Regions from separate parts of the Mus musculus genome. Here all the other regions are linked to region 4. A link is a contact called in public HiChIP or PLAC-seq and promoter capture Hi-C data. All regions are on one chromosome and are shown on one strand. Each heading gives the region's core, a stretch centred on a gene start, on an enhancer-like site or on the middle of the called end of the contact. The rest is flanking DNA. Distances are from core to core; before and after follow the strand shown. Region 1 holds the start of Pex10 (peroxisomal biogenesis factor 10). Region 2 holds the start of Rer1 (retention in endoplasmic reticulum sorting receptor 1). Region 3 holds the start of Tnfrsf14 (tumor necrosis factor receptor superfamily, member 14 (herpesvirus entry mediator)). Region 4 holds the start of Cdk11b (cyclin-dependent kinase 11B).

Region 1 (6,214 bases), core at 322-2,821, 560 kb after region 4:
GTCCCCCCTCCAGCCTCACCAGTCACCCTGAGACCTAGCCAAGGCCAGCACAACTTCTTGTTAAACCCACTGTGGCCTTGCTGTGATTTCACCATGTCACAGAGACGGCCACTCTGGAATGGGCCTTGCATCTCCTGTTGGTTCCTACTCCCTTAAGTCTTTATTCTGTTTTCCAGTCCTTCCTCTGCTGAACTCATACCCCTGTCCAAGTGATGGGATCCGATCTTGTGGCTTTCTACCTTCTAGATGATGGCTGAGTCCTAAGTATCAGGCATACATACCACTGCTTACCTGACGCTGTCACATGGAGTCAGAATAAAAAGCCCCCAAGCCTACCCATGGCTTGCAGCTAGCTTCTAGTACTCCACCATGCAGACGATGAATCCTGACTTCCTGTTCCTGAGGCCAGCCCTGTGGAGTACCTTGTGATCTTTCCATGTGTCTCACCATGACCCTGCTCGTACCCTTCCCCCCACTCGATAGCCTCTTCCTTTTTATCTGCCTCGTACCCCATAAATGGAAAAGCCCATCCTGCTGAGAGAAAGTCTGGGGCAGTGAGTGCCCTCTGGCCAGTATCTTCCTTCCCGGAAACAGAGACTAATGCAGGTGATTTCCAGGAGCCTTCAAGCATCCCCTCCAGACCTGGGTGGGTTGTGGGCCCCTCAGTGCCCAGGACCTGCCGAGCACAGACAGCTACCTGCAATTGTGGTGAGGCCAAAGTAGGCTATGTCCGAGAGCAACTCGATCTCTTTCCTCCATTCCAGCCATTTCTTTGCACCTGAGAGAAGAAAAATATTAGCTCTAGAGAGGTGAAGTGGTTCTCTTAAGATGACTCCCAGCCGGGTAGTGGTGGCACACGCCTTTAATCCCAGCATTTGGGAGGCAGAGATTTCGAGTCCAGACTGACCAGAGTGAGTTCCAGGACAGCCAGGGCTACACAGAGAAACCCTGTCACTCCCGAAGGGCAGGTAAAGTCCAAGTCAAGTCACTCCTAAGACGACCCTCAACAACTCGTCTCTCCCTTCACCTCCTCTGCTGCCCTTGGTGACCGGAATGTCTCCGAGACGAAGACCGCCTCTTAAGAAGCCCCGACTGTAACTGTCTTGAGTCAGGTACTGTCCTAGAGACATGGAGCCCAGGAAAGTCTAGGTAGTGCTAACAACATAAGCCAGAGGCGACCTGTTTAGTATCAAACCTCGGCTCTCTGAAATCCCAAATCCCTGCCTGTGTGATCCACGTGTCTACCTATGAGAGTAATGACGTTAGGTCCACCCTGTAGGGGCGTCTGGAGAATAAATGGGCAAATGCTTGAGAAACACTAAAGCAGAGACCTGCAATGTGGTCAGCAGTGTGTACCTCTGTTTTGATCCCCGCTTTCCAAGCAAACTCTGGAGCTGCCGCCTGTCTGGGTGCCCGGAACGCTCACCCGCTAGGCTGTGCAGCGCTTCACCCGCCGCGCTCCGCAGGCCTCCCAGGTAGTACTCGTCCTTCTGCGCTGCCCGGATCACTTCAGGGGCACCCGCCCGCGCCATGGCCCGAATCGCAGAGCTCGCACCGCGCCTGCGCACCTCGTGGGCGGGGCCTGTGACGCTCGACGTGCGTCCGTCGTGGGGCTGAGGCTGCGAACACCACGCGGGCGAAGGCGGAGCCTAGGCGTGACATCTGTGGAGGCGGAGTAGTGGGCGTGTCCACGACATAGGGGTGGGGCTACCCGGGGAGGGGTGTGGTCTGTGCTTGGAGGGTGAAGCGGCACAGTGAAGTGGCGGGTAATGACAGGGAGGAGGTAGATACCTAGTGGGTAGGACCCCCGAGAAAGCTCAGCCTCGCAGATGTGTTTTTGGCCTGATTCAGGTTCAGTTTTCTGGCAGGAGGTACGTGTCTCTGGGCTGCAAAAGTGGATCTTTTGGGATAGCCACGTGATTCCAACGGACTGCTGAAGGCTCCAGTTGTTGGAGTTCCTCCCTGCCCATGCCCTGGTTTCTTCAGCTTGGGTTGGGCAATCCCAGATAGCACCTTTGACCACTGCTAGGAGGCAGTCACGGCTCATGCAGAGGCATGAACTTCTAGCCAAATCAAATGTGACAGTTTGAAATGTAGATTCTCTGAAGGCCCAAGGCCGCTTGTGCTGGAAGACTTTTCAAACTTGGAAGCTCATTTCTACCATAACCATGGGGTATGGCCTGTTCTAAGTGTCCCCGCCTGGACTGCTCCTTACACGCGACTGCTTTTTTGCATTCTCTTCTCTCAGCCATGGGGAACAAGACCAGAAACACTATTCAAGTATCTGTTGTTCTCAGGGATACGGCCTAAGTAAGCGTCTCTCTCCGTGGGCTTAAATCCTAGGCACAGCGGTGCCTTGATCCTCAAGTTCTTCCTTTGTGGGCTCTCAAGGATTCTTCCTATGGGACAAAACCCAAGATGGCCAGCAGGTGGAGCTATCAGCCCATCTTTTCTACTAGCTTGGGCTGCTAGAGCTTGTTAACCCAAACAGATCCTGCACAGATCAGGGAAACAAGAGGCTTTTCAGTGAGGAGAGAAAGTGGAAGGGCAAGATGAGTAGTGACATCATTGTAGATCAGTTCTCTGGATTCTCGGATGACCATGTGGCCTGGAGTCCCCCTTTGCTTCAGTGTTTCAGGGTTCCAGAACTCTGCGGTGGAGGTAGAGCGAGAGCTCTTGCTTACGGAAGGGGCATACGGCCCTTGCCACCTCCCACCCCTTGCCTTCTGAAGCACAAGGATCCTAAGACTGAGCCTTGTGACTTTCTCCTTGTAAACTCTTCCTCCTGCTTCAAGGATGGAGGACAGAAAGGCCAGGCTCCTGTTTCTCTGTGTAGCCCTGGATGTCCTGGAACTCACTTTGTAGACCAGGCTGGCCTCAAACTCAGAAATCTGCCTGTCTCTACCTCCCAAGTGCTGGGATTAAAGGTGTGAGCCACCACTGCCCAGCTCAACAACTAATTCTAAAGTCATACACGCTGTGGGTTTTGTTGTCCTGCCTGATGTCGTTTGCCAGCTCTGGCCACTCTGTTTTCTTTTTTTTTTTTTTTTTCTTAAAGATTTATTTATTTATACGTAAGTACACTGTAGCTGTCTTCAGACACTCCAGAAGAGGGAGTCAAATCTCGTTAAGGATGGTTGTGAGCCACCATGTGGTTGCTGGGATTTGAACTCCGGACCTTCGGAAGAGCAATCGGGTGCTCTTACCCATCTCACCAGCTCCTAAAAAACTCTTTATTTTTATGTTTGTGAGTACATTGTTGCTCTCCTCAGACACACCAGAAGAGGGCATCAGATCCCACTACAGATGTTTGTGAGCCACCATGTGGTTACTGGGATTTGAACTCAGGACCTCTGGAAGAGCGGTCAGTGCTCTTAACCACTGAGCCATCTCTCCAGCCCCACCACTCTGTTGTCTAACTCTATTAAGTTAAATTATATTTATTGTGTTTGTGTTGTACGCATGTGTATATATTCATGTTTGTATATGTGTGGGCATATGTGGATATGTGGCATGCATAAGAGTGTGTGTGTGTACGCCTGCAAGTGTGGAGTCTGGCAAGGACGATACCTGGTATCATCTTGGATTGCTCTTCCACCTTCTTCTTTGGAGCAGGTCTCTGAATCAAAACCAGGACTTACCCACATGGCTAGTCTTATCAGCTAACTTACTCTGGGATCCTCCTTCCACGGTTGAAATTTCAGGTGGGTCACCTCACCCATCAGATGTTTATGTGGGCTCTCTGGATCTGAACTCTGCTCTTCATACTGGGGCAACAAGCATCCTATCCGCTGACCTCTGTAGCCAGCCCTATCTGAGAAATTTGTAATATAGTTCTGCTGGTAGGGAGGCCAGAGACAGTAAGCCAGGACCTTGGGGAGGCCTGGGAACTGGGAGGGGATTGCCCAGCAGGTGGCTCCATTGCACCTGCTCTGTGCCCTCCCCCACCGCCACCCCCCATCCCCAGGTTAAACCTTCCAGCACCACCTAGCTGGCTTCCCTTTGCCTAGTGTCTTTCATTCCTTGCCTAGTGTCTTTCATTCCTTGCAAATCTTCCCTCTGCCCCTAGCAGGGATTTACCATTCTGGTGGTTGCTGTACACATCACACCCAGGATGGGGCTTGCTGAACGGCTGGCAAACAAGAAAACTCCATTTCTCTACCAGATCTGGCCCTGGGGTTGTACTGCGGGGTCCACACCTACCTTGAGGCAAGAGTAACCCTGTAAAGCCCCTGCCCTCACCTGACATCTGGTCTCCTGGGAACCTGAGGAGGGACAAGGCAATGCTTTCTCTGCAGGAATGGGGAGAGGACTGCAGCCTCGGGTTCTGGGAGGCCTGCCCCACCACCCGGGGCATGAAGTGCTAGGCTTCCTTAAGTTTTTCATTGCACCCTTTAACTGGGGAGAGACAGAGGGACTGGGCAATGACCCGCCCAGGAGGAGCTCACACACAGGGACTTGACTGTTAGGGTGGGGCCTGCCCTAGGCAGGAGGCCCCTCTACAGGAGCCACAAACCTGGAAAACAGGTTCCTCCACCCAGGGCAGGCAGGCTGGAAGCTCAGAGCACCCTACAGCCAGCTGCTCTGGTTGCTGCAGATTGGAGCCCTGGAGGTACTGTGGGCACCAAGAAGGGGTGGGGGTTCTGGGAGAGAGTGTGAGGCCCCAGAATGGAGCCTGGGAGGCTCTGTCAGGTAAGCAGAGATCTCTGGGAGTCGCCCCTCTTCCACTGTAGGCTTGCTAGTGAGGGTAGGGCTGGGGCAGGAAGCTAAGCCCCTTTTGAAGGCTGTGTGCCCTGGGAAGGGACCCTGAGCAGTTCTGGGGGCACAGGCAGGTGGCTGGGATACTGCCCTTAGCCAGGACCCAGAGTAGGAGGTGTTGTGCTGTGTCTCTGTGCTGGGCCTGGAGACCAAAGAAAAAAAGAAAAAAGAAAATTTGGATTCCAAGTACTGAGCCAGTGTGAGGCCTTTCTCCATTCCCAGAGCTTGGAGCTGGGACTGAAATAGATCCCTGGGGCTGGGGACGAAGGAACCAGGTCCTTAGCTCAGGCTAGAGGTCGGCGTAGGATTGAACCCAGGTCTGTTTGGTCCCACTCACTCACGTACAGCTCTTTGTCTGCTGATGGAATGGGTGGTCTAGCATTGGGCAGCAAGACCTTACTGGTGGTGAAAGGGAGGGGTCTTCACACTGTGACCATCATCCTGAACTGTGCCAAATAATAAGGGACTGACACAAAGGTCCCCAGGGAGTGGAGATCTGGGAAGGCTTTTCCAGAGGAGGAAGGGGGCCTTTGTCCTGGAGGACACAGGCACATAGACAAGTTGTAACAGCCCGGATACAGGCTGGCTTTCTAGCAGCCCCTGCCTGTAGGATGGAGACTGGGAGGGCTGGTCACTCTAAGACACTATAGAATGTACTGCCCTAAAGAATGATCTCTGGCCAGTGAGGCCTGAGGGAATCTAGGCTGGGAGCAGGATGGGCTTGGAAGGTCAGGGCCTCTTAGGCTCTTCCTGGACAGGGCTAGGGACAGTGTAACTAGCTGTTGGAGGCCTTAGAGACTTTCCTTACCCGGTCGCAGCCTCCTAATAAAGAGAGTAGAACCTGGAGCAGGAGGCATTGGGGGGAATGGGACTTCAGGTGTGGCTTCTGTCTTCGTGTTTCCTAAGCCTCACCTCTGTCTGTCAAACAGGAGGACGGGGTTTAACTACCTGTACTGTCGTATACCATTCAGGAGAATAAGCGTGGGTCGCCTCCTGGCTCAGGGTCATCTGGGAGATGGTGGATGAGTAGCAACAGCCTTAAAACCAGGCTGAGATCTGGCAGCCATGATCAGCATGGATCCTAGGAGGCAAGGCTGGGATCCAGAACACCTCTGTGTCCACCTCTGCTCCAAGCCAGGGCCTATCCGAGAGCTTGCCACGTGCAGAAAGCAAGACAAGCAGAAAAAGCTGCCAGGTGGCAGAGTGAAGGCTTGTGGTTGGACAAGGGAGAGAGAGCTTAGTTCTCTGATGATCCCTGAACTTCCAGAGAGATGTTGTGGAAGGCTTTCTTGGTCTTAGATGTGAGAGTCAAGAGTGGCCAAGGCTGGTGGGCAGACACTGTGGGATGTGATGGCCTTGACAGATAAGAGACTCTAGGCCCACAGAGTGTAGTTGAGGTTAGCCACATGGATTCCTCTGAGAGCAGAGTGGCTTGGACCCAATGCAGGCAGAAGCT
Region 2 (5,798 bases), core at 97-2,596, 540 kb after region 4:
TAGTTCCACCACCCACCAGCATGTGATGACCTCCAAGCCTACAAGAATTGGTCTTACATTGGTTCCACCATGACTGGGTCCAAGTGGTAGTCCCAGTGTGCAGGCGCAGTACCAGGCTATGCTTGGTACAAGACTGACTGCCTCCCACACCTTTTCTCAGGAATCTGGCTCTGGAATGAGCTCTGCAATGATCACAGGCTTCTTACCGTGTTTCTTGCCTCCCTTCCATTCTCCTTCATAGCGGAAGAAAGAATTTGGGTATACATATACGCCATAGCCTGTGTTCGGAAAAGAAGATGAACATAGCAATGGTTTGCCATCAACAGACACAGAGATGGGGCAGCTCAGGGTCTGGAGTAGTCTGCAGGTCATTTCTCATCAGTCTCTTGAACATGACAGGATGGTTAATTGCTCAAGATGGGTGCTCCCTCTCCCTTGCTTGGGTTTTGTTACATGGATAGTACTGAGGGAAAGGCAGGCCTGGCCAGAGGAGGGCTAAGACAAAAGCTGATTGTAGGCTCTTTAAGAGGAGGCGGTGAGGGCACGGAAGCAGTCAACAAGCTCCGTGAGGATACAGCAAAGAGCCCACCCTGCCAGGACCGTCACTATCCTCCTGTCCCCACGGGACAAAAATCCACACTCACTCCTAATTACTCCTGGCTGCCTCATCTTTTATCACGCAGCCAGCTCTGAGACATCACACCCAACACCCATCTCTCAGTTCCTGAGATGGATAAGCAACCCCACTGCTTTCTTGCCAGCAAGTCGCAGCCTGGGACGGGAAGACAGTGGCACTAGCATGGACTCTGACCTCATATCGATCCTGTTTCTCCGGTTTTAGAACAACTTTTCATCAGACTGCATTGGGCGAACCTCGTGTGCTCACCCAGCCAGCCTGACCTCAGCTCTACCTGCCCCCCCTGACGCAGGGTCGGCTGGCCGTGAGCCTGCAGCCTGGACCACGCCTGTGGAGCACGCGAACGCGACGGAGCTCCAGCGGGGAGACGCAGCCCGTACCGTTTCGCGGCGGCAGTCTCGGCGAGTGCCGACGCGGCTGGAGCGAAGCCTGGTAGGGATCGCCAGCTGCCTCCATCTTGCCGCCAAAGTTTCCCTAGCAACCATAAAGCTGCCTTCCATTGGCCTCCGGTTGCCATGGGGCGTGGCCAGGAGACCATAACATCCGAAGCAGCGGCGCCGGATCCGGAGCCTGAGGACGTCAATGCGCCTGTGCACCACGGCACGTTTCCGCCAACCCCGTCCTTCCGCCGGGAAGCGCTCCCGCCAACGGCCTCTGCGTCCATACCGGAAGCGGAAATGGTTGGAGCTTGGGCCCCGCCCCGCGGCCATCTTGGCGGCTGGAGGCGCCGCGGGACGGAACGGAAGTGCCTGTGCAGCTTCCCGGATCCGGAGCCGAGCTCTGGCGGCCGCCCTGCCCGCCATCCTCCTTCCGCAGCCGTGAGGGAGACCGCGGCTCGGCTGCACCGGAGCTGCGAGGTGCTGGGGGTGGGCTGGTGGCGCGGACCTGGTCGGGCGGCACACCACCGCCTTCCTCTGGGCTGTCAAGGCCACGGGCGAGCCGGCGGGCGGCGGGCGGGCGGGGCCGGGCAGCGCCTTTGAGCCTGGCGAGGGGTTGCCAGGGGCGGGCCGATCTCCGAGAGGGGTGCGCGAGGGGACTGCTGAGCGCTGCCCGCCGCGGCTCGCGCGCCGCCCCGACCCCCCGGCCCCAGGTCGTGGAGGAAGGTGGCCTGTTGTTGCCTGCACAGATCCAGGCGGCATGTGTTAGGTGTCCTCTTGCTACCCCACTACCGTGTTCAGTTTCGGGGCACACGTGTAGGAATTAAGCCCGAGCGCGAAGACAGTTACTGAATGGATCGAAGGGGTGCTGGTTAAATGGGTCTAGATTATATGGTGACATTAAGGCAGTAAAATGTCCAGCCCTCCAGGCTGTACTTCCAGCGTGGAGCAGATAAGGCTACATTGTCTCCCTTAGCAGGGTATCAGTGCAAGAGGGCTTCATACTTCCACATTGAGAACCCCCAGTGGCTTTTCTTTCTTAGTTCTTAATAACAGATACTATCCAGGAGGTGGTGGTGCACGCCTTTATGTGAGGCAGAGGCTGTGAGTTTGAGGCTAGCCTGGTCTACATGGAGCAACCCTGTTGGGGGCGGGGGGAAGACTTAGAGACTAGTTATACGTCTTGGAACTGCCTGTTTTTTTGATGTGAGTTTTTTTTTTTTTTTTAACCCTCATTAAGGTGCTCAGAAGAGCATCAGTAAACCCATACTCAGCCCCTTAGATCCAGGTTGTGTGTTGGGGAACTGGTTGCGGTGGAGGTAGAACATAGAGAAAGGGCTGGGGATGATCCAAGATGATCATTTCCCACCCCACCCCCAAAGGTGAGAGGGGCCCAGAGAGGGAAGGACTCAGAGGGGCAGGGTCTGGAAGGGTTGACAGGGAACAACTCTTGAGGCATGCAGGTGCAAGAGGCAGCGACCCCCAGATGCTGTGCAGAGCGCTTTCTTCTCTGTGGTGTATTACTAATTTAGGAGTGATGGATTGCAGAAACTAGACAAATGATGGGCTCCAGAACACGGGGGTAATGTTCTGTGTGTGGTACTTGTCCCCCTTAGAACAGTTTTTGTCTTGTTTTTTTTTTTTTTGTGACAGAGCATAGAGCAATTTCAGTAGATATGTGACAAGCACTGTAGGTCGTGAGGCCCATCCTAAAACAAATCAAGGTCCCTCAGGGAGGAGCGTGCATTCCGGTGAGAGGAGATTGAGAGATTACTAGAAAGGGATTGGAAAACAGTTGTTACAGAAAATGCAAACAGTGACGTGACATGGAAACGTGGAAACGGTGGTCATTGTGGACAGCATGGAGGGCCTCTCTGACCTTTAGTCTGAATGGAGAGAAGAGGATTGCAGCTAGAACAGCTGGTATGAGGGCTGCCCTAACCCAGGAACAAGTCTGAAACATTGAGGGCTGGCACTTGGTTCACCACAGGCTGCCGGTAGATCCTCATGAGAACCCTTTGAGGAAGGCACTGAGGTGCTCGCCCCGTTTTCCAGGTCCGAACCCCAGGCATTCCTCAGTGGCTGTCCCAGATCACACTGCTAGGAAGTGCAGTGCTGGGATTTGAAGCCGGCAGTGGGACTCCAAAGTTCACATTCTTAATCTCTATGCTGCCTCTCTCGGGTTGTTATTGGCAGTGAGTTTAATCAAGATGTAGAGCAATGTTTGTCTGATAATCAAAACTTGACTAATGTGTTCTAGGTAGGCTTTCTACGCATCATCTGAAACAGAGTTTTAAGATCAGCTTAGAGTACAGACTTTAAAGGAGCAGCTCCATCGTTTTTTCTTTAAAATGGCCTCACTGTGTAGATGGGTTGGTCTGTAACTCACTATATAGACCAGGCTGACTTCAACTCACCTGCCTCTGCCTCCTGAACTGGGACTAAAGGTGTGTGCCACCAGGCCTAGTATTTTCCTTTTAATACTACTCTTGTCTCAATTTAAGCAAAAGTTTTTTTGTTTGTTTGTTTGTTTTTTTGGGGGGGGTTCCGAGACAGGGTTTGTCTGTATAGCCCTGGCTATCCTGGAACTCACTTTGTAGACCAGGCTGGCCTCACTCAGAAATCCGCCTGCCTCTGCTTCCCATGTGCTAGGATTAAAGGCGTGCGCCACCACGCCTGGCACAAAAGTGTTTTAAAAATCCCTGTAAAATAATGGGACATTTTCGTATACTATAGGGTAAAGAATTTGACTAACACAGTTGGGCTTTGGCCTAAGTGGAATGGCCATTCTAGGTAGTATACTCTAATGTGGCCTCTATTTAAATGTGGAGTCCCCCAGATAGGGGGAGCCACAACTAGGTTCTTCAGTTAAATTGTGAGCATTTCGTTTATGCACACACCTGAGGCCAAAGGGCGTTCTCATTCTCCTGGGCAGCTCTGAGCACTGTACTCAGTGGACCCAGGAAGTGGCAGCACACTGGCAACTCTTACTGCAGACTTGAGACTGAGTTCTGTGGGTGCTGCGAAGGTTGTCACATTATGTGGCCACTTATATCTGGTTCCAAAGGACCCCAGGGCTGAGGCAGGGTGGGCTGGAGGTGTTGGATCTCTCCTGCTGCCGCCACACTGCAGCATTTGTGAGCCTGGTTTCCTACCTGCTTTGGGAGCATTAAGACCAAGCTCAGGGCTTGGCTGCAGTTGAAGGCTGCCTGTGTGTCTGCCTTTAGAAGAGCATCATTTTGCACATGGTGAACCTCAGGCTGACTGTGGCTAGAGAGGGTGTTGAAGGCCTTTCAGCTGCTCAGCACAAGTAGATTTAAGTCATACTTGAACTACAGTTTGTTTCTCCTCTTCACCCTGTGGGTAGCAGAGGGACCTGGGACAGGCACTGCTCATAGACTTGAGAGGACCAGGACCACAAGATTTTCCCCTCCTGCTTCTCAAGTAGGACTGATGACAGAGGTCCCATCACTTAGCAGTTTCCCTGAGTCTATATCTGAAGAGCTGGATACCAAGCTGGACCTGAGCTGCTGCCAGGCCTAGCACTGCTGAGGTCTGTCCTCTGTGAAATCAAGGGTAATGATGGTTTTCTTGGCTGTCTGGGTTTTACAGTGAATTCTGCCTGGGATCCGTGCAGCATTGGAAATGGCTAGGGGCAGATAGGGTCACCTTCACAGTTGCTAGATAAGAAACAGGGTCGCGGATAGATGGACTGCCTGCTAGTCCTGGTGATGGGGAGAGGGCCTGGCCCTGGAGTATAGATCCAGGACAGAACAGGAGGACTGGGTGCTTGGTGAAAACCCAAAGAGATGCTTTGGATGAAATGTCAAGTCATAAAAAGTTCTTGACAGACTGGTCAGTAGAGGGGAACGTTTTCATATCCCTGAATGCTTTTTATTTATTTTTAAAAGAATTTTGTATTTATCTCAGTTACAGAATGTCTGAAGGGGACAGTGTTGGAGACTCTGTCCATGGGAAGCCCTCGGTGGTGTACAGATTTTTCTCACGGCTTGGACAGGTGAGTAGATTTGTAGATCATTAGAACTATTTGGAAGGGAAGCTGTGTGTCCTGACAGATAGATTCTCCTGAAGGGTGAGAGAGAAGCTCGCCTACAGCTTGCCCTGGGCAGAAGCTTTCGCTTTCAGGCCTTGGCTGGTTTCTTTGCCATGAGTACACATGTTCCAGGAAACGGTCAGGTAGAGGGGTCTGGACACTGGAGACTTCTCTTCCTGTTTCTGTTTTGTTGCTGCTGCTGCTGCTGCTCTTCTCCCTCCCCCTCCCCTTCTGCTCCTCCTTTTCCTTCCCCCCTCCTCCTCCTGCTCCTCCTCCTTCCCCTCCTTCTTTAAACTAAAATCCTTTTATCTCGATGGTGTAGACAACAGTGGTCCTTGATCTTCTCTTTCCACTCCTCCTTTTCCTCAACCTGACACCCGCATTCTGGTAAACCTCAGCCTTCTTTTGCCCTCAGGTGTTTGTTGGGTGTTGCTCTGTGGGAGACTCTGATGCTGGCCCAGGTAGAAGTAGGTCACTATGTATGGCTGTACTTGAGCTGCCTCACACACTCACTGTCTGCAAGTCTGACTCAGTGAGCTGATACTATGGTTCAGTTAAAAACTTGCCATGCTTTTAAGAAAGTAACATACAGCAATCTGTTGATAATTATTGAAGCTGTTTGGTGGGTAGGCACACTTCATGTAATCATGAATGTTTAAAAATGCTTATAATTAAAACATAAAGTTATATTTCAGAGTTAAGATGTAAAACATATCTATGTGCACATGAA
Region 3 (5,727 bases), core at 2,278-4,777, 700 kb after region 4:
ACTCCTCCAAGGGCTTGGGTCACTTCTCCAGCCATGCCCTTTTTAGCACACGTGTCGTCCTCTAGGCTCCAGATGCCTGTACTCCACTGCTGCTGCTGCTCTTGGTGGTCATCTCATGGTACTGGCATCTCCAAAACACTGCATGACCCCTTCAGTCCTGGGCCTTCAATTGCAACTGCGGCTGCACCTTCACCAATGGCCTTCCATGGCCTCTCACAGTGTCGAGCCTCAGCTGCTCTTTGTGACCCCTTCATGCCTTCAAAACCAGTACCACCTGGGTGACCCTTACATATTACCAAGTCCCGCTGCAGCAGGAGTACAACCTTGGCCATCTCTGGAACACAGCCTCTTTGTGCTTTCAGAAAACACTTCCCAGAAGACGTCACCTCAACGATGCTGGTCTCTTCTTAATCACCGCTAATTTCTTAGCTCCAGCTAACCAGCCTCAATTGTTCCAGTAATGCAAAGTTTTTGCTTTAGTAGTTCTGGTATCTTGTTAATCACAGCTGATTCTTCAGCTCCAGCTAACCAGAACCACAGAATCTTCATAATCAAAACAGAAATGGCCCTGAAAAGAGTCTTTAATTTTCCCTCTGAAATTTCACAAACCAGACCTCCATCTTCTACACTGTTCTCAACATTATCTTCCGAGCTCCTATACAACATCTGACAGAGCTCTTAACAGCGAATGGATCTTCAAGCCCAAAGTTCCAAAGTCCTTCCACAGTCCTCCCCAAAACATGGTCAGGTTGTCACAGGAATACCCCATTCTGCTGGTACCAATTTGTCTTAGTCAGGGTCTCTATTCCTGCACAAACATCATGACCAAGAAGCAAGTTGGAGAGGAAAGGGTTTATTCGGCTTACACTTCCATGCTGCTGTTCATCACCAAAGGAAGTCAAAACTGGAACTCAAGCAGGTCAGGGAGCAGGAGCTGATGCAGAGGTCATGGAGGGATGTTCTTTACTGGCTTGCTCAGCCTGCTCTCTTATAGATCCCAAGACTACCAACCCAGAGATGGCACCACCCACAAGGGGCCTTTCCCCCTTGATCACTAATTGAGAAGATGCCTTACAGCTGGATCTCATGGAGGCATTTCCTCAACTGAAGCTCCTTTCTCTGTGGTAACTCCAGCGGTGTCAAGTTGACACAAAACTAGCCAGTACAGATGGACAACTGGGTATTTCCCACTCAGCCATGCACTACATGATGTCTGTAAGTCCTGTATCTTGCTCCTGATTTCCCAAGAGGATGATGATCTTGGATTGTGCATCACTGGGAATGGTGGCTTGGGAGCCTAGTGGAGGTCTTGTGGGGCTGTACCAGGCTCAGGGATCTCACCTACCTCATCAGAATCCTCTGGCTTCCCACCCTGGGGCATGTCTCTGAGAGCCCACAGATATGGAAACATGCTTGCAGTCCAGAGCCTTCTGTGTGTTCTGAGGTACCTATGAGCTGTGGGGCTTTGGCCATTTCCCAGTATTCATCTGTGGGATGGGGTAAAATATCTGCCTCCTCACTAGATACCCCCACATCACTGTGTTGGACTGTCAGAGGCTGTCCACTCTGCATTGTCTACTACAGAGGCACACAGATGGCTGTGTGGAACAGCCTCTGTAACATACGGCATACTCTTCTGTGTCCCTTTGGGGTGGGATTCTGGAGGACTGTGGACTAGAACATTGGCTAGTTTCATGTCAACTTGACACAAGCTAGACTCATCTGAAAGGAGGGACTTACAGCCCGTAAGATCAGGCTGTAAGGCATTTTCTAATTAGTGACTGATGGGGAGGGTTCAGCTCATTGTGAGTGGTGCCATCCCTGGGCTTGTGGTCCTGAATTTTATAAGAAAGCAGGCTGAATAAGTCATGGATAACAAGCCAGTAAGGAGCATCCCTCCATAGCCTCTGCATCAGTTTCTGTCTCTAGGCATCAGCCCTTTTTGAGTTCCTTTCCTGACTTCCTCTGGTAACTTACAATGTGGAAGTGTAACCCAACCAACCCTCGCTTCCTCATGTTGCTTTTGGTTATGGTGTTTCATCACTACAATAGTAACCAAAACTCAGAGTCAAAACCCAGAGAGAGCTGTCGTTGGGTCAGGGCCAGGTGTCCTCTAGCCTGGCTCACAGGGTTCATTGGAACAGGGTGTGTTGTTCTGGGTGTGGGCAGGTCCCAGCTATGAGGGAAATCAGTCCAGGGCCAGCCAAACCTATGAGGGTGGTGACCGATTCAGCTGGAGCAATAATTTGTGGTTAGTTTTAACGGTCAGTCGAGGGGTTGAGAGACGCACAGTAGCCCTGGTCAAAGAATCTTGGAGGAGCTTCATGTTCTGTGCGCCTTTGGGGTTCCTTATTTCTCTTTGGAGCCTCGTGACCAAGCCAGCTCAGCCAGTCAACAGGGTCTCAAGGGAGGGAGTGAGTATTGAAAAAGAAAACAGACAACACTATAACCTGACTCCAGCCCGTACCGCGGCTGAAGCAGCTGTTTCTCTCCCGCCTGCTTTTATATCATTCTAGGTTTATGCAACAAAACAAAACAAAAACAAACAAACAAAACCCATGGTCAGTTCTTAGATCAAAGACAAAGCAACCAAGTAAACAAGTAGTAAACAAGGAGACCACACAAGAGAGTGACCAAGGATGTGACAAGTAGTAAGCGCAAGGATGACACAAGGCTAACGTTAAGTGGTCAGCAAAGCAGTAAACAAAGCCCCGTGGTCATTGTTTCTGACATGCCGACTTCTTTGTCTGAGCCCAGTGACAGATGCCAGATTCCTAGAAGCACCAAAAGCTCTCAACAGCCTAGGTCTGTAGTAGGCCCCCACCCCATGACCTCAGCCAGTCTGTGGGCTGAGGAAGCCCAGCATACTACCCTGTAGTCCTACTCAAAGCCCCCATCCTCATCTGCAAAAGGAAAATTAGTCTGCTCCGCCTAGTCCCGCTCAGGGGCCAGTTAGAGAAGCCCATAGCCTGCTCAAAGATGATAAGAAACCCTGCTTCACCCTTAGAAGATAAAGAAGGCTGGCTCCTGTTCCTAGCGCCGAATGTGCTCAGAAGCGTATAGGCTGAAGAAGCGGGCAGTGATAAATTGGTAATGGGGATAACCCTGACGTGGTGTCTGGGAAGTGACTGGAAGCTTAAAGGGGGAGGGTCCGGTGAGAGGGGTGAGTTGGGAGGTAGGTCAAAAGATCAAGTTCCCAGTTCCCTGAGGCTGAGAGGTTCCTATTTCAGTTTGTCTGTCAGAAAATTCAAGGTAAGCACCGAGGTGTTTGTAGTGACCTGGGAGACAGACATACTTCCAGAGGGTATATATACAGGCTGGGAAAACTTGCTAGTGTCCCTGTATGGAGTCTGAAGCTGAGGCTCTGTTTGGACTTTAGGGCCCTCCCAGCACCACGCCCCGTGTGTACTTAATGTGCTCCATCTGCCTCTAACAGACTTCAGTCAGAGAGACTATTTTTTCTTTCATTTTCACTTTTCCTTGCCAAGGCTCATGAGAGTGTGTGAGGAGGTTCAGAGCCCATGGGGCTCTTGGCCTGAAGTTTCTTGATCAAGAAAATGGAACCTCTCCCAGGATGGGGGTCGGCACCCTGGAGCCAGGCCCCTACAGACAACACCTTCAGGCTGGTGAGTTCCCGAGCCCTTTACAGCCTCCAAGCTCCTTCCGGCCCAACTCCAGCCACAGCCCACCCCAGACATTTCCTGTCCCTTAGCTCTGTCTGGGCAGCTAGCTCACGGGGCTTTATGCTGCTTGGATCTGCAAATCTCTGGAGATAATTGATAACAACCTCAGGTTGGGAGGCTACAGGAAGGCAGGCCTCTGCCCCTCCACTCCCGGGCCTCCACTCACAGACACCTACTATGGCTCTCTTTAAAGGGCAGGAGGTGGTGCTATGAGCATAGTAGCCCTTGGCAGAACCCTGGCTGTCTCTGGACAGGCCCTGTAGCAAGAGGCCAACCATAGGTATCTCTGTCCCTGAGGATAAGCACCCTCACAGAGTGGAGACAGAGATCAGGGCAGGCTAGCAGGAGCCAGACAGAGTGTCTATCCTGTTTGCTCAAGTAGGATATACTAACCATCAGTCAGCTGTCCCTAGGATTCTGAAGAGCCTGTTCCCAGCCCCAGCTGACCCTGCTGCCTCTCAGGTCTTACACTGTCAGGCAATGAAGGCAGAAGGTAGGTTAAGCAGGCCTGGGCCCGAGCCCCTCCTACAGAGACACTGAAGTTGTGCTGTTTCCTCACTTCAAGAAGCAGAGCATGCACTGAGGGCCTGGACCAGCCTGGTGGGGGGGTTGGGGAGGGAGAGCCATAGCGATGGAGGTAGTCCTCTCCTCCAGCACTCATCTCCTCTCCCAGGTGCCTTGTGTCTTCCTTTTGAACTTGCTGCAGCGCATCTCTGCCCAGCCCTCATGCAGACAGGAGGAGTTCCTTGTGGGAGACGAGTGCTGCCCCATGTGCAACCCAGGTGGGAGTTCCCAGGAGGAAGTGCTGTGCCAGGGAGGAACTCCTGTCCTGAGCCTCTGGGCCTCTGGGTCCTCAGTCCAACGGCTGTACAGTGTTCAGTTCAGGGATAGTCCTCGGTGTCTGGAACCTTTGAAGTTCACTGCCTGGGGTGGGCCCGGGGGGTAGGGCAGGCTTTATAACCAGAGACTGAGACTGAAAGTGGGCTGGGGTCAGAGCCAGTTCTAAGGGATTTAGGAAGCCCCATCTCTGTGTTTCTGAATTGTTCATAGAGGGCAGACAGAAGGCCAACAAGTCCTGTGGGGCTTTAGTTGTGGTTGGTGCCATACTTGCTAGACCCATGTGAGGGTACAGGGAAGGGAAGGTTTCTGTGGATTAACCCCCAACCCTGCTGAGGAACTGTGGGTCCTGGCTGCAGGTTACCATGTGAAGCAGGTCTGCAGTGAGCATACAGGCACAGTGTGTGCCCCCTGTCCCCCACAGACATATACCGCCCATGCAAATGGCCTGAGCAAGTGTCTGCCCTGCGGAGTCTGTGATCCAGGTAGGAGCACCTGAGGAGGTGGAGGTGGGGTCTGCTGGAGCACTTAGGCTCAGGCATTGGTTCTAGAAGAGGGCAACTCATGGAGGGAACCGCAGCCTGACCTTCCTGCTATTGTGGGCAGGTTCTCAGGGTGTGTCTCCCCTCCCCCCCCCCATCCCCATCACTGAGATTCTATTGCCTGCTTCTTTTTCTCCCTGTCTATCTGGTTCATGTGGGTAATGAGAGGTTCTTTCCTGCTTCAGTTTCCCTGCCCGTGAAGGAACTCTTACATGCGTTGGGACATCACTGGGGATCAATGTGGCCATTATATATATATATTTTTCCCTTCATATGAAGGAACCCAGGAAAAGCTCACTCGTAGACTGATGGCTGCCTGGGCCTGGGCAGATTTGGATGGGGACACAGGTCCTGGAATATTCGAAGCTGTAAGGTAGCCAGCGCTTCTGTTCCCACCATAGCCCCACGCTCTCCATACACTAGCCTTGGGTGACTCTGGATTTATTACAGTGCCCGCAATAAATCGGGCGGCCTCACACTCCCCACAAGGATAACCCCGTACTTACTCATAGTGTGTGAGGAGGGTTGTCCTCACCCCTTACTGAGGGTGACCCCGTGTCTATCACAGTGTGCAAATGGAGATGACCTCACCCTTATAGAAGGGGAACCTCTATACTCACACAGAGTGCCCTCATGGGGTCAGAGTGACTCTGTACCTATTCGCA
Region 4 (6,653 bases), core at 3,498-5,997:
CATTATTCATACACAATACAGAACAAAACCATTCCTTTTAAACAGATTTCTACACTATTATAAAACCACATTAGCAATTACACTTACAGTAATATTTAAATAGATTTCTGAGAACCCTTTAGAAGCTGGGTATGCAGTAGTAAGCAAGCTGATGGAAAAAAATCTTGGGTGCTGGAGGACAGATGGGGCTACCTAGCAAGATTTTGCTTTTAATAAATGTTATTTAAAAAACCAATCAACCAGCCTGGTGGTGGTGACGCACGCTTTTAATCCCAGAACTTGGGAGGCAGAGGTAGGCGGATTTCTAAGTTCGAGGCCAGCCTGGTCTACAGAGTGAGTTCCCAAACAGCCAAGGCTACACAGAGAAACCCTGTCTCGAAAAAAAAAAACCAAAAACAACAACAACAACAACAACAACAAAAACACAAAAAACAATCAACCAACCAAACACCTCGAAAAACAAAATCAGAACCTCTTTGCAGTGGCACAAGACCAAACCTCCCAAGTTGACCCCCACACCTATTTTTTTTCTTTTTTTCCTTTTTGTTGTTTTCACCTATATGTATCAAATGACAGCAACTGTGCATGTAGACAAATGATGTAAAACACACAAACCAGAAAGAAAAGCAAACAGTTATTCCAAAAAGTCGACTATGAGTTTATGCTTTTGGCTAAAATTCCACTCATGCTCGCTTTTAGACCCAACTGAAGAAAGCAGAACATGGGAGAGGATGCAAACAGCTGTGACAACCACAGAAAAGGCCAAGCCTTCCATACCTCCCTCTGCTGAATGGCTACGATGTCGACGTTTCTCTTTTCTTTTCTCGTCTTTTCTGTGATGAGCCTTTTCTTTCCGAGACATTTGCTGGGGTGGTTTGATGGCCAGAGAATCATCCTCCTCTCCTCTGAAAGAGATGAGCAGCACCGTGAGAGCAAGAGCAGAGTGCCAGCATCTACTCAGACAAGAGCATCATTCCCAACACAAAGAACTGTGAGAAATCAGTGTGGCCTGTAGTACGAATGTGCCGCCTTTCTACAGAGAGGGGCGTGCTCATTTATCCATTTCCTTGATTGTGGTGATGGTTTCATGGCCAAGGTAAAATATGTCAAAGCACACATCATATACAATTCATTTAGTTATTTATACCTCGATAAGGCTGCTAAAGTCCAGTAATTTTATTAACTTTAACAAATAAAAAAGGTCACTTAGGGCTGGTGAGATGGCTCAGTGGGTAAGAGCACCCGACTGCTCTTCCGAAGGCCCTGAGTTCAAATCCCAGCAACCACATGGTGGCTCACAACCATCCGCAACAAGATCTGACACCCTCTTCTGGAGTGTCTGAAGACAGCTACAGTGTACTTACATATAATAAATAAATAAATCTTTAAAAAAAAAAAAGTCACTTAGCAGAACCTTCAACTAATTCTTTAACACAAGACCCTGGAAGACTTTACACTCTGAGTTTCTTAGAAGGATTTCCCTCGGAGTTGGTGAGATGGCTCAGCAGGTAAGAGCACCCGACTGCTCTTCCGAAGGTCCTGAGTTCAAATCCCAGCAACCACATGGTGGCTTACAACCATCCCTAACGAGATCTGACTCCCTCTTCTGGTGTGTCTGAAGACAGCTACAGTGTACTTACATATAATAAGTAAATAAACCTTTAAAAAAAAAAAAAGGACTTCCCTCAGTTGTCTTACAGGATGGGAGGAGAGAACAAATGACCTCACCACCGTGAAAGGACCATCAGACATCGATGCTGCTGACAGTGGCCCCTCCAAACTCAACCTTGGGTTACTCTGAAAACTGTAGACTTGCAATACAGGATAGCGATTTAAATATACTAACTAAATGGTGCTGGTTTGATTGAAGATATTACAAAGAAAGGAATACATGCTTATTTGGACTTCATAATAGCTGACTCCACACAAAAGCCATCTCACATGTGAGACAAACGTCAGGACAAAATACAAACTTTAAATAGCCAGCCATGGTGGCACACACCTTTAAATCCCAGCACTTTTGAGGCAGAGGCAAGTGGGTTTCTGAGATAAAGGATTTATATAGTGAGCTCCAGGACAGGTAGGACTATATAGAGACACTGTCTCAAATAAACAAAAAAAACCCAAACATACAAAAATTTATCTTTTTAATAAATTCATTTATGTGTATGAATGTTTTCCTGCATATATATTACATGTGCCCATGGAGGTCAAAGGGCGAATCAGATTTTCTGGAATTGGACTTACAGATGGTTGTAAGTCACCATGACCATTGGCTGCTGGAATCAAACCTGTAGACTTGCAATACAGGGTATAAAAACAACAAGTGCTCTTAAACACTAAGCCTTCAAACCTTTCCCTAGTAATACCGACAAAAGGCAGGCTAGGGGACCAGAGAAAAGGCTAAATAGTTAGGAACACTTGTTGTTCTTGAAAAAGACCCAAGGTCAGTTCCCAGGACCCATACTGGGCATCTCACAACAACCTTTTACTCCAGCTTTGGGGACCTTTTGATTCCTGTGGATAAAGTAACACCCACGTACACCCCCACCCCAACACTAACTCCACCCACCAACCAATAAAACTGCAAAAACAAAACGCATGTTTTAAGTAGTTCACAATTCTGTATTGGGATGCATTCATAGCTAACCTAGGGCCCATGTGGCCCATGAGCTACAGGCTAAATATGACAACAGCTTAAGTTCTCTCACCTGTCTTCCATAGAATCCTCTCTTCTATATGGTGAGTTCCTGATTGTGATCTCCATTCGGTGATCTCTCAGCTCCCCCTCCTCAAGGGAATCCCTTTTGGAATCGCGGTCATCAGACTAAGAAGCAAAGGAAAATGAAGCATTGAGTCATTTTCCTTATCAATCACCTTTCTTCTTTGTCTATCTTTGAAAAATAACTTGTTATGTAGCTCAAGACGGTTTTTGAGCTAGAAACCTGCCTCCGTCTTCAAAATGCTGAGGTTACATCACTGTACATCACTGTACATCACCATACGTAGCTCACTATATATATGCACAGACACACACATATATAGGAAGTATATGTGTGTATATATATATGCATATATACACATATATGCACACATACATACAAATGCACATATATATAATTATACATATACATAAAATATACATTGCACTGGCTGGCTTTGAACTCAATAGATCTGCCTGCCTCAGCCTCCTGAGTTCTTGAGTGTTAGGATTAAAGGTTGTACAGGTTAAATATCTTTAAGGATAATTGAAGTTTGCTAACCAACTCTAAATATACATTTTTTGAATAGAAACTTCAAATATTAATTTTGTTCAAAACTCATGTAATTAAAATCACTTTTTTTTTTTTTGGTAACCTGAAACCTGAGAACAGAAAATTTAAAACATTGTACATGATAAGGGTCATAAGACTATATGAACGTTAGTTTTTCTGAGCCAAAACTAAGACTTTAGTTGGATTTTTACACACGAAATACATCATACATATATTGACAATAAGAAGCACTTATATCAATGTTTCTTATCCAGTCACCTAAGGACTCTAAATATATCATCATCCAAAGCAAGGTAATTACAAAGCACTCATTTTAATTGCAAGGAAAGTTCCCACTTTATTAAAAATGCTTGGTAAATGGTATTATGAATATACTAATAATGAAATGAGAAAAATTAGTCTGGTGGCAGTAATGATTCTAGGTTCAGAATATTTTATTTTGTAACGAGATATTCTCATTTCGATACAGCTTCAGTGTGTTATTAATCTATCTTCAACGTCAACTGAGTATATGAATGTTTTTGTTAATTTTAGAATAGATTTTGGGCTCACCTGTGACATTTGGAAGTACAAAAGAACTTCACCGAAGAAGCGTTGTTCTAATGGAAAAATGAGGGCAAAGAAATTAAATCTTCTTTAAGAAAACCACTTACTTAAAAAACATAGCTTACATTTTTTAAGCGTTTTATCTCTGCTTTCTCCTCTTGTTCTTTCCTTCGTTTCTTTTCCTGGAGAATTTCATCTAACGTTTTCACTTTCCAAGAGTCCTTTTCATCACCCATTTGAGTTAAAACACTGCAAAAAGAAAAACAATTCAAGCAACCTCGGGACACAGAAAGCTACGGTCGGTCTGTCGGTCTGTCTTTTCCGAACACTTAAGTCTAATCGTTAGTGTTTCAGAGTAAGTCCCGGTAGGTCGGAAGGATTCTGCCTGAATACACTGTCGTTTCTGTCATTCCTGTAAGGTTTTGGGTAACTTAGTTTACCTCAGTGTTTTCCGTAAAACGCAACCATCATCATCCACGTAACGGTACTGTTCTAGGATGAAAGACCATCCAGGTCATTTCAGTGCCTCGCACTCAACACACTCTGCCTTAGGTGTCAAAAGGTTGTATGAGAAAGCTCCAGGACGCGGGGAGGCCTGGGTGACAGGTAAGATCAAGGTGCACTGTCAAGCGCGGGACTCCGGGGCGGGGTCCCACTTCTGAGGGTTCAGTCACGCAAACCTGAGGCAAGGGCCGGCTCCGGGGGCCGCCAGGCCTGCCGCCTCCACCGCCCTCAGCTCCGTGTGGAGCGAGACTGCTCCGCGGCAGCAGCGTGTCGCCAGCCGCGATTCTTCAGGGGCGCCGTAAACCCTGCTCCGAACCCCCGCGCCGCTACTCACCCCTGCGCCGCTACAGCCGCCGCAGCCGGTCCTGGAGTCTGGGAAGGAACAGCGCCCGGCGCGCGCCAGGATTGTCGTCACTTCCTCCGCGGAAGCGTGATGATGACGTACGACGACGACGACGAACCGCGTGTGCGCTCGACTTTTTTTGGCCGCCCCACAGTACCTTGCGCGCACCGGAAGTGTCCTTACATCGTGAGTTGGCTCCTGCCAACGACGCGAGGCTGGGCGGATAAAAGCGAAGTAGCGTCTGGTAACGTCCTGGGGTGTCTCCGAGAGATGACGTTTCGAGACGATGCGCTCGGCCGTCTGCGGAAACCGGAAACCGTGCCTCCCGCTGCACCTTCGCTCTGCCAGGCAGGGCTACCTCCAGGCACTCGGTAGCGTAGTCTGCAGGCCGAGCAGCATTTGCACTCGTGACAAGCTGCTTGTGCCACTCAACCTTCCGCAGCCAGACATTTGTTTCTACCCATCAGACTAATTGCTCTGACGTATAGACGCCTCCAAAGTGGCGTCGTGCCATCCAATGGAAAAACAAGTTGTCTTTCTGACCTACCCAGGACCCAGGAAGCTGAATTCACAGGTAGGCTAGTTAACATCCTATGATGAGGAAGTCCCCTGCACAAGAAAACATTGAAACGAATCCAGTTTCCTCAGCCAACCTCCTTAAAACAACCTCTTCTGCTTGGCCTACGATAGTGGTTGAGTCTTTATGTTATTGTTTTGCTTTGAAATAGAGTTTAGTACGTAGACCTAGCCTCTATTTCTGGCCTGTATCTCTGTATTCTTTTTGTTTTCTTTTCATTCTAAATGCTGAAGTGTCTAGACACTTCTCAAACGTGTACTTAAACCACCTGAAGGTCTTAAAGGTTTTTACGATTCCACTAAAAACCTATTAACCTATCAGGGCTTATGGAAGAGAGAGCAGAAAGGAAAATTCCAGCTGCTTGTTTTTGTCAGGTTATCCTGTGGGTATTGGGGAAAAAAACAAACAAACAAAAAGCAATGCCATGCATCAGTGGAGCACACCTTTAATGCCAGCACTAGGGAGACAGAAGCAGGCGGACCTCTTGTGAGTTTGAGGCCAGCCTGGTCTACAGAGCTAGTTCTAGGACAGCCAAGGCTACAAAAGCAGCTCTGTATCGTGAAACAAAAAATAGCAATATGATTAAATTTCTTGAGTTAGGGTCAGAAACAAACAAAATGAAAAGGAAACCACTGTTAGTTATGACTGTGAAATGGTAAGATGTGAAAGAATATAACAACTAGTGTATGAAAAAAATGAGGGATATTGGAGTGAAACACTTTGTGATCCCAGCTCTTACTTTGCCTCCAGAGTTATCAGTGACTTGGAAACTAAGTCTGATTTCAGTAGCATACATAACAGAGTTATACAAGCCAGGTGGTGGTGGCTCACATCTTCGATCTTATCACTTTGTAGACAGAGGTACCGTTTAAAGGTGGCCTGGTCCACAGGGTTACACAGAAAAACCTTGTATCAAAAAAAAGGAAACCAAACGAACAAAATAGTTACATGTTTTCATATTCATACAAGAACCATTGGCAGCTTGGATAAAAAGAATGAGGAGGCTACTGCAGGATTAATTACACAATACCAATTTATTTCAGGAATCACTGAATTATCTAACAGAATTCTTTTCTAGGAGGCATTAATATAATTATTTAAATACTGAAAGAGGTGAAATACAAAACAGTGTACATTTTATGATGTGTTTTAATTCTCTAGTATTGTTTGGTATAAAGCAAATATGACTTGGCTTTGATGCAGACAATTGTCCACCCTAAACTGTGGCCTTTTCCAAAGTGCCAACATTGAACGAACATTGAACGAACATACTCACAATTACATTATTATTAAGTCCAGACATTACAAATGAATTTAGTATGCAGCTTGAGTCCCAGAAATGAAAAGTAAAAACAAACAAAAACCCCACAAACACACAACTAGCCAACTTGATTTAATTCAAACTAAA

The links. Promoter capture Hi-C pulls out the DNA fragments that hold promoters and counts their contacts. HiChIP or PLAC-seq counts read pairs in DNA pulled down with a chosen protein or histone mark.
Region 1: an H3K4me3 HiChIP or PLAC-seq map of bone marrow-derived macrophages shows a contact between it and region 4, with 3 times the contacts expected there. The contact joins the promoter of Pex10 here to the promoter of Cdk11b in region 4.
Region 2: a contact with region 4 is called in a promoter capture Hi-C map of neural stem cells. The contact joins the promoter of Rer1 here to the promoter of Cdk11b in region 4. A contact is called at or near these places in 3 of 39 promoter capture datasets (erythroid cells, hippocampal neurons and neural stem cells), 2 of 484 Hi-C or Micro-C datasets (both in embryonic stem cells) and 5 of 115 datasets of contacts at active chromatin or transcription factors (the 230-238 cell line, forebrain, large pre-B cells and 2 more).
Region 3: a FOXA1 HiChIP or PLAC-seq map of pancreatic cancer cells shows a contact between it and region 4. The contact joins the promoter of Tnfrsf14 here to the promoter of Cdk11b in region 4. A contact is called at or near these places in 2 of 115 datasets of contacts at active chromatin or transcription factors (memory CD8 T cells and pancreatic cancer cells).

Annotation. Positions count from the first base shown.
Region 1 is chr4:155,062,387-155,068,600 of GRCm38.p6, reverse strand. It overlaps Pex10 (peroxisomal biogenesis factor 10), which reads right to left and starts at 1,571. Exons shown (of 6, transcript NM_001042407.1): 1 at 1,427-1,571; 2 at 698-778. The coding sequence starts at 1,532. It also overlaps a transcript of Plch2 not described here.
Region 2 is chr4:155,081,901-155,087,698 of GRCm38.p6, reverse strand. It overlaps Rer1 (retention in endoplasmic reticulum sorting receptor 1), which reads left to right and starts at 1,346. Exons shown (of 7, transcript NM_026395.2): 1 at 1,346-1,494; 2 at 4,945-5,032. The coding sequence starts at 4,952. It overlaps Morn1 (MORN repeat containing 1), which reads right to left and starts at 1,122. Exons shown (of 14, transcript NM_001081100.1): 1 at 1,018-1,122; 2 at 207-278. The coding sequence starts at 1,093.
Region 3 is chr4:154,925,877-154,931,603 of GRCm38.p6, reverse strand. Tnfrsf14 (tumor necrosis factor receptor superfamily, member 14 (herpesvirus entry mediator)) reads left to right here and starts at 3,527. Exons shown (of 8, transcript NM_178931.2): 1 at 3,527-3,626; 2 at 4,357-4,465; 3 at 4,880-5,005. The coding sequence starts at 3,558.
Region 4 is chr4:155,622,948-155,629,600 of GRCm38.p6, reverse strand. It overlaps Cdk11b (cyclin-dependent kinase 11B), which reads right to left and starts at 4,747. Exons shown (of 20, transcript NM_007661.4): 1 at 4,660-4,747; 2 at 3,947-4,070; 3 at 2,712-2,827; 4 at 778-905. The coding sequence starts at 4,057. Gm16023 (predicted gene 16023) reads left to right here and starts at 4,846. Exons shown (of 3, transcript NR_040441.1): 1 at 4,846-5,242. It overlaps Slc35e2 (solute carrier family 35, member E2), which reads right to left. Exons shown (of 9, transcript NM_177186.4): 9 at 6,261-6,653.